Linked DNA regions of Pan troglodytes: region 2 is linked to region 1. The links are chromatin contacts, called in public Hi-C maps. All regions are on one chromosome and are shown on one strand. The core of a region is the stretch at or near the end of the contact, and the rest is flanking DNA. Distances in the headings are between cores, read along the strand shown.

Region 1 (4,249 bases), core at 17-2,516:
CAGGTGGGACAGGAAAAAAACATGAGTTATTATTTTCCCTCCTTACCCCTACCCCTCCCCCAAACTGGAAATCTCTTTGTTTTGTAGAATGATGGGTAAGAGTATGCAAATTTAGGGGACAGTAGACTGTGCTAAAATGCTTTGCATAAAAAAAAGGGAATTCAGGGAGAGAGGTAAGATCTGGAGCTGGGAAGCCTGTGGGGTGCAAAGAGGCTATCTGGGTGGGCAAGAAGGCTTGGAGATGAGATCGAGGGGCCTTTAGGGAGACTGAATACGATCTGAACTCTCCCCTTGGAGATGAGATCGAGGGGCCTTTAGGGAGACTGAACGATCTGAAGTCTCCCCTTGGAGATCTCCAGTGCAATCTGTATTCTTACTGGTGCTTTCTAGGGCAAGTGGAATCCTTCTCAGAAAGGACAAGAGGTGCCAAGTTCCGCTTCCTAGTAGGTGAAGGGACAGGAGCAAGTGAGCTGGAGCCAAGGTTCAGTTGCTCCCCATTAAGAGAGTGACCCGGCTTTATTTACAGGGCCAAGTGGGTAGAGCATGAGCTCAAGGTTTCCCTTTGCAGGACCTCTCAGCGTGCTTGTTACAGAGCACCTGCTCAAGGACTGCTGGCTCAAAGGCCCTCTTGGCCACCCCATCCCTCCTTTCACATGAGTGTCTTTGGTTTTGGCACTGGTCTCCCAAACACTGACCATCCTCAATTTGCCCAGTCCCTCCCTTCCCCAACTCGGACCTCATCACCCACTGAGGCGTCCCAAAAGCCCCGCTCCAGGTGTTCCCCCATTCCCAGACACTGGACCTAACTGTCTCTGCCTGACTTGGGGATCAAAACTCACTGGACCCACATTCCATTCCATCAGGGCTTGCTCTGGCACACAGCTCTGGCACAGGTCCCAGGCACACAGCTCTGGCAGAGAAAGGTGAGTCACAGTTCCCAAAAAACATTTACATTTCCAATGGGATCCTCAATGCTTTAACCCCAGGAGACTGATGTGAGGCTATATAATCACTCTGGAAAGCCTGGGAGATTTTTTTTAATGGTAAAGGATTTTTGTTTTGTTGTTTTGTTTTTGTTTTCTTAGAGCCATTCAGACCAGGGCAGGTGAGTGGCTATATAAGGTGTACATTGCTTATTAAAATTCCCAACACCAAAGGCAAACTGTGTGCATGCATGGTGATTATTTGAGGATGTTTCTTACCCAAGAAACCTGAGCAGTGGGGTGGTGGGTAGTTTAAGGATTTCCCCTGAGAGATGAGGGGTCAGGTTTCCTGAAAGATTACACAGCAGACTGATTTATCTGGGAGAAGTAGATCCAGAGAGGGCTCCATGTGGAGTCCCTTTTTCTGCATAAGGGGCTGTGACCGAAGGCACAGAGGGGAAAAAAAACAGTGGTGGGAGCCTCCTCTGGTTTCACCTGAAGAGGGAGGTGGAAGGGCCTGAAAATTATATTTTGTTTATAAATAATAGACATTATTGGTATATTTACATATTTTTACATAATGATGCCAACCATAAACAATGGACCATAAAGCATTGACCTCGGAATGATCAATTGCAAAATGTTTAAACCCTGGAAGCATTTGCTTAGGAGAGCGGATATTCTGTGTTGATGTTATTCTATAACCATAAACTTCCCTGAATTTTCTGCTAATGTATCCAAGTCCAGGCAAGTCACTTAAACTCTTCAAATGCAGCTTCTTCATCTGTGAAGTGGAGATCATAATAGCATCTACTGCACCAACTTAGATGAAGAATTGAATGAGGAAAAAATGTGAAGCACCTATGAGCACACTTGCAGAAGTACTCAGGGAGGGGTAAGGGACAGAGGGGTGAAGGAAGGTACAGAAGGACTAGAGAAGATCTGACATTCTCATAAATGGCCATGGCCCTCCAGCCCGTTGGGCAGAGAGGCACAGAACCTGGCAAAGACTGTTGTGTCATTTGTGGGAAAGTTGTGTAGCAAAGGCTTTAAAAAACTCTGGAAGGCAGGCAATTCCCAGCAGTGGCTGGCGCTGCCCGGCCCTAGGAATGCGCTTGCCTGCTCCTTCCCCATTTGGGAGCCTCATTCCTTTCTCAGCAACTCCATGGCCAAGAGACTTGGCCACAGTGGAAATGACCGTTGTGCCCCGGGCCCTTCTCCAGCCCAGATGTCAGAGCTCTCAGGCCTGAGGGCATCTCGGGTTTTTCATGTTTATTATTTTTATTATACTAGGCGTTTACTACGAAGAATACCAAACACCAAGCTGGCACCTAGGAAAGAAGTGGTGTCTCCCCTACCCAGGGGACAACCTGGCCCAGAGCACAAAAGAACAATTTGCACAAAGGTACTATTTATTCTCCAAAGTCCTGGAAGAAGGCCCTGATTGATTCATCTCAAGAAGAATAATAAAGTCCTAACAACAGTGCTGTCTCTGCCTCCTGTCTGCAGTGCTTACCATTTATAAAGTTCTTTCGTAAATACAATCCAATCTGAGCCTCAACACAATCCTGGGAAACATGGGCGGTGGCAGCTTGCATTCTCCCCATTGCATGGATGAAGCCAGTGAGATACCAGCTGGACAAGGTTAGCATCTGTCCAGCTAACAGACCAGGTATTCCAACTCAGTCCAGTCATCTTTATGCCACAAGGCAGTTACAAAAATCAGGCCAGGTCATTCAGATGACCACGATGAAGAGGAAGTTCTAGGATGGAACTGGAAGGAGCCTTGTGTTCCTATGAAGATGGGAATTTGAATTCTATGTCTAATCACCCAGGTCCAGCATGGGATGGGAATTCCCGTGCAGGCATATAAGATGTGTTCATCCAACTTCAGAACCACATACAATAGCTGCCTCCTATTGAAATGTCTATTTTTAACCTTCTATCTCAAAAGAAATCTCTTCCACAGGGCAGTGAGCCTAGACCCCAGGAGTTAAAAATAATAATGATAACTCAGGGACATCCCCATTAATTGTGCTTGGCCTGGGTAGTGCTACACATCTAGAGCAAACGACACACATGTCCAATATCCCAGCAACCTTCCACCTTTAATGAGCCACACACCCAGAGGATGAAAGAACAAGAGGATATCAAATACTCAGAGGACTCAGTAAAGTGGCTCACATGGAAAATGACCTCAAAACTGTGTGAAAACGTATCTTCATGCAGGGATTTTTTTCCCTACACCTTTCATACCCACATCATTCTTATCTTTGTACATAAAGGGCCACACAGAATATCTGCTCACCAAAGCAAATGCTTTGCGGGTTTAAACGTTTTTATAATAGATCCCTCCAAGGTCAGCTGTATAGAGTAAGCATTAAGCAGATAAGAGAAGCACACTCTTTCCTAGAAAATAAGCACCTGCCAAGCCACCTAATAATGCTAATGTTGCCTAGGAAGTTGGGTTAGATACGTGGGGGAGAAGGATAAGTTTTAGGAGGGGAGGGTAAACTACAGCATTTTTGCAAGAAGAATAGGCTAAGAAGGTTCTCTCTCTGTCATAAAGCCATTGCCTCTGACCACATCAAAGTGACCATTCTACCTGGGCATGGTGGCTCAAGTCTGGAGTCCCAGCTGCTCCAGAAGGCTGAGGCAGGAGGATTGCTTAAGCTCAGGAGTTCAAGGCCAGCCCGGGCAACATAGTGAGATCCACTCTCTCAAAACAAACAAACAAAAAAGTGGCCATTCTGATTGTAAAACCAGAGCGCCACACAGCTGCAGGCACCAGGACTGCCATTAGCCCCTGAGTTACAGTAACCGTCTGAAGGTTAAGGAGGCATAAAGGAATAAAAATGCATCTTGCCTTTTTGCTCTGTGAATGCATGCTCCCAAATGGATTCTCGGCAGCAAGTGGAAAGCCATGGGTACAGATGCCTTCCAGCTTAAAAGATCCCATTCAGGTCACCCTGGCCAGGGGAGGGAGAGGGCAGTGGGCCCTTCCCAGGACATCCCTGGGTCTCACTGAACAGGAAATTGCTTCCAGTTTCCCCCAAGCAAGTCCCTCCTTCAATGAAGCCCTCAGGAGTACTCCCTGGCATCTCCTCCAACTCTTTTGCACCTGCTGAGGCCCACAATTAAGAAAACAACCGAAACCTGCCACACCTGTTGACATCCAGGACCTTCCCAATTTCAGCTTCCTCAGCTTGGCCTTTGGTTTATGCAGTTGTATTTTCTCAGGCCACCAACAATGTCCAGACAGATCTTTCTCTACCTGCTCTAAAAATACACCACCCAGCCCTCACCCTGGGCGGACATATGAAACA
Region 2 (4,660 bases), core at 206-2,705, 84 kb before region 1:
AATGTGAATGGAGCAAAAGAGGTCATCACAAATGCACACAGGCATATCCACACAAGATGCAGTCTTTTTCCAGCATACAAATGAATCCTAGAGTACAAGTAGCACCCTCAAAAATAAAGCGCATTTTTGGAATGAATGAATACTTTTAAGGGAACCAATCCAAAGGTGGGGTTTTGGGAACTCTAATAAACTGTGGGGATATGTGTGAAATTACTGAGGTGGAGGAGACTCTTCCAGAACAAATCACACCAACTTTACCCTTGCCTGGGGTAATTAAATGCTAGATTTGCAAGCAATCTTAGAGAAAATCTATTCCAACCTACCGGCTATTGTAAGAAACCTCACCTGTAGCATCCCTAGCAAGTGATGATCCAGCCTCTATTTGAATACCTCTGGGGTCAGGGAACTCACTACTCTCAAGAGAGCCTATTCAACTGTGAGAAGACAAATGTGAAAAGCTCTTTTCACAATATACATATGGAGCCAAAGTTTGCCTCCCTGTATTTTTTTTACTTTTACTCCCTATGTCCAGAGAGAGAAGAAAAAAGCTAGTTCAGGATATAGATCTTCATTTGTGCAAGGGAACTGGTTTCTGTCCATAACACTGTTTTCAAAAACATCCTTTATTTCCAACCATTGTGTGGGAGAATGGGGATCGTGGGCACAATGGACCCTGCAAACTTTGGCTATGGGTCTCACCCTGAAGAGGTTGTACCTAGTCCAGAGAATTAAGTTTCTACCTAATCCAGAGAATTAAGTTCATTCATAGTACCCCTCTTTTTTTTTTATAAGAGCAGTTACCACAAAATGTAACGATACTGTTTGCATTTGTTTACTGTCTCTTCCATCAGACTTTAAGTTCCATGCAGGCAGAAATAATCTGCTTTTTCACTTTTGAATACTCAGTGACTGGCATAATGCTTGGTACATAGAAGACATTCAATAAATAACCTCAGACACATGAATATATGAAGGACTGAATTCCAAGTACACAAATGTATAATAAATAAGGGAGAGAATCATTTATTCCACACTATACAGTCTGGTTTAGAATTATTTGCCTCTTAAAAATGGAACCAAATCTAGCATACCCTTTTTGCAGCAAAAATCAACTAGTGCCTTCAAAAATCCTTCTCCTTAGGGCTAAACCTGATCCTTGAATCCACCAGCTGGCTGCCTGCCCACGTGAGTGGGTGGACGGCTTTGTGAAGACCAATTTTAGCTCAGGCCTGCTGTCAGTTCCTCACCACTCAAGAGAAAGTCTTTCCACTAGGCCACATGAACCTGATCACACCCACACTGTGGGTTTTCTCCACTTCACATACATTCTCCTAAATTGAGGAAACAAATGTGGGGAGGCCCTGTCTGGAAGAAAGCATTTAGACAGTCTGCAAGTTATTATCCTCCCAAGCACAGTGCCTGAGAATGCCAGGCTAGAAACCAAGGATCCTCTAGGAAACACACACAAAACTTGGGCAGTAGGGGGCAGCAGTGACTTACAGTCCTAGGCTGTCCTGGAGCCAAAGGACTTTTTTTTTTCCTTAAACTTTTCTTTTTCCAAGCTATGTAATTATAGCTTCCCCACTCCACATTTAGATTTCCCACTCCACATTTGAGAAGAATGCTGTGATTCTCCAACTCTGAAAAAGGCAAAGGGAGCATTAGATGTTAAGAGGCTGCCTTTACCTTTGCTCTTATGAAGGAAGCAGGCCAGGCCATTGATTTCCATCAGCAGTTGTTATCTGTGCATTGTCCACAAAGTTTGGGGAGCCTTGCCATCATAAAAACTAGCATAACCACTGCTAAGGAATCATGGCAGGAGCTCCTAGGACACTAAGAATGTGAACTGTGTCCATGAGGCCTTGGCACAAACCAGCGTGTAGCATGACCATTCGTCCACAGTGTGTGACACCTGCAAATGGCCCATGTGTCACTCTCACCACCAAGTAGATATACCATGACCATTGTCTCAGATATTCTCATTGCAACCCCGATACCTTCATCAGGAGAAGATGGCTCCCTGGCACGTGGGCTACACACTGGTATCCCAATGAAATGCACACGTTGATGGAATCACAAAGGCAAGCTGCAGCTAAGAAACAAGCACTTTATTTGCGAGAGTCACTGAAGCCTGAGGATGTCATGTCCTTGGCCCAGAGAGGCAGCCAAGTGCACATTCACAAGAAACTCCTCAGTAAGTAGTTGCAGCTACCTGAGCTGCCAGGCTTTACTGTTCAGGGTCTCTCTCCTCATTCTGACCAGCACTCCATGCTTGCACTTCACATTGTGAACATGGGCTACATATGCTCACAGAAATGTTAGCTTCATTTATCCCAAAATGTATGTATCTTCTCATGCTGTTGAACACTGTCAAATACCTAAACTTGGAGGAAATAAACTTTTAAAGAGGACCTTAAACTAAGGAATGACTAAACTAAGTCCTGACTACAGATGAGAGCTTGATAAAAATGACTATTATGAGAGCACCCAGAAATGTAAATACTTCCCCCTCCCAATGATCCTTGAAATGAAACTGAATTCATGTATGTGTGATAGTTTCCTCGTAACAGATGGAAGCAAGAGAAATGCTGAGATTTATCATCTGAAGATCGGATGAACATCAACTAGTCATTTTCAATTCCTGAGACAAGACTAATCAAATAGATCGTTCATCTTTCCAAATGATTTATTTTCTCTTTTTCTCTACTCCCTGTTACAAAAAGCCAGGTTTATTGTATTTTAGAGAAAGGTTATATAGCAGAACCATAAGTTCACACATTGGTTTTGAAATGTATCCATATTTAGAGACAAACAAACATGGTGGCATTCTTCTTCTCTGTGAAAAAAGGAAGGCTTCAGTATTAAAGGTTATTAGTTTCACACATTAGAGGGATTTTTGTGTCTCCTCTTCTGAAGACTCTTTTAAATTACACAGTAGATCAAGAAAATGACTCCCAAAGGGGGCGAAAGACTGCACCGGATACAATTTCTTTCACCTTGATGTTCGACTGTAATGCTTGAGGTTAAGGACAAAAGCTAGGGTGGAATAAGGGCAGTTGGGCACATCACTCAGGTGCCTCTCTAGGCAGCTTTAATAGTGCTCGCCCTTCCTCTGAACAGGACAGTGCTCTCCTCCACATAAAGTACCACCAAGCTCTGCAAGTGCCAAGGAGACAAAGAGCCAAAAGGTGATTCTCCAGCTAGGGCAAGGTGAGCCAACTTCTCCCTCAGAGCACCTCTTTGTCTTGTATTCCCTCTGCTCCCCTATTTAGACCTCAAAGGGACACTTTCTTTTTAATATTGCCAGTCTAAGGAAGAATCTGTTAGCTCAGCAGAAACAAGACAGCAATGAAAATGTAAAAATGAAAAATGCAAGAAAGAACTTTGCTAAAGGTTAGTGAGGCAATAGCACAAAGCCAAAAGAAAGTAAGACCTATGCAAGTAGTTAAGTCTACCCAGTGTAAGTTGCTGGTTCTCAGAATAAATTTCAATATGTATATGACAAAATGTATACATACATTTAAATGATTCCCCATTTATTAATCTCCTGCTATGTGCTAGGCATTTGTCTGGGTGTCTTACTATATTACCTCCATTCCCCATAACAATGTACTACAAAGTAGTTGCTGAGAATTAAAGGGCAATTAAAAGGGAGTGTTCTCTTTTCTCGCTCTGTTGCCTAGGAGGAAGTGCAGTGGTGTGATCTCGGCTCACTGCAACCTCTGCTTCCCAGGTTCAAGCGATTCTCCTGTCTCAGCCTCCCACTTAACTGGGACTACAGGCGTACGCCACCACACCCAGCTAATTTTTGTATTTTTATTAGAGACAGGGTTTTGCTCTGTTGACCAGGCTGGTCTCAAACTCCAGACCTCAAGTAATCCTCCTGCCTCCGCCTCCCAAAGTGCTGGGATTACAGGCGTGAGTCATCATGCCCGGCAGGCGGTGTTCTCTTTTAAAGGTAACCAAGAAGTCCTGCTAAAACTAGGGTTCTCAAGCTCCAGTGCCTTAAGATCTCGTGGGTGTGAAATGTAAACTTCTAGGCTTTTATTCAAAAATATGAATTAGAAGGACTCAGTTTGTAATGCCTGGGGATTTGTCTTTTTAGCAATTACCTCAAGGGATGATGAGATGGCTCATGAATCACACCTTGAGAGACAACAGTCTAGAGTTTTAATTGGATTATGCAAAAAATGAGAAAGAATGCTTCACATCTAACTTTCTCCCAACATTAGGGCTATAGAAGCCTGTTGCCACTTCAAAGATAAATCAACTGAATCTCTGAGAGGTAAGATAACTTGCTGTTGGAAAAGGATTAACAAAACCCTTCCCTCTTTTGGATGAGAATTTGACCTTGGATTAACTTGCTAACTGTTCCCCTGGAAATGTGATAAAGACAGAATGCCCACTATATTACTAAGCACATTGCTTATGGTAAAAATGACACATCTGGATGGGAAAAACCATAAATGAGGTATAAATACTTCCTGAGGACACCATCATTTTGAGCTTCTCTGAGTTCTATGACAATTGATTGGGCCTAATCCTTGTGGGAACCCTAGAATTTATACTTATGGGGCTGTTACATACTCCCTTGGGATATGTGACTTTTAAGCTGGACGGACTTGTGCACCTGCCCTATTCAAGTCTTATTACCTCACAC

What was found. Hi-C and Micro-C count contacts between places; a contact is called where the count stands out from the background.
Region 2: a contact with region 1 is called in a Hi-C map of induced pluripotent stem cells, with 2.1 times the contacts expected there. The contact joins two enhancer-like sites. A contact is called at or near these places in 3 of 7 Hi-C or Micro-C datasets (induced pluripotent stem cells and stem cell-derived neural progenitor cells).

The regions. Positions count from the first base shown.
Region 1 is chr9:23,847,763-23,852,011 of NHGRI_mPanTro3-v2.0_pri, reverse strand. All of the region lies in intron 2 of NAV2 (neuron navigator 2), which reads right to left. Among named protein-coding and RNA genes, the nearest start is that of DBX1, 340 kb to the left of the region's middle. Within about 2 kb of position 1,266, at least 2 of the 24 cell types and tissues checked have an H3K27ac peak or open chromatin away from gene starts, as enhancers often do. A contact at or near this core is called in induced pluripotent stem cells, where this site is marked.
Region 2 is chr9:23,931,891-23,936,550 of NHGRI_mPanTro3-v2.0_pri, reverse strand. The region is part of intron 7 of NAV2 (neuron navigator 2); the gene reads right to left. Among named protein-coding and RNA genes, the nearest start is that of DBX1, 260 kb to the left of the region's middle. Within about 2 kb of position 1,455, at least 2 of the 24 cell types and tissues checked have an H3K27ac peak or open chromatin away from gene starts, as enhancers often do. A contact at or near this core is called in induced pluripotent stem cells, where this site is marked.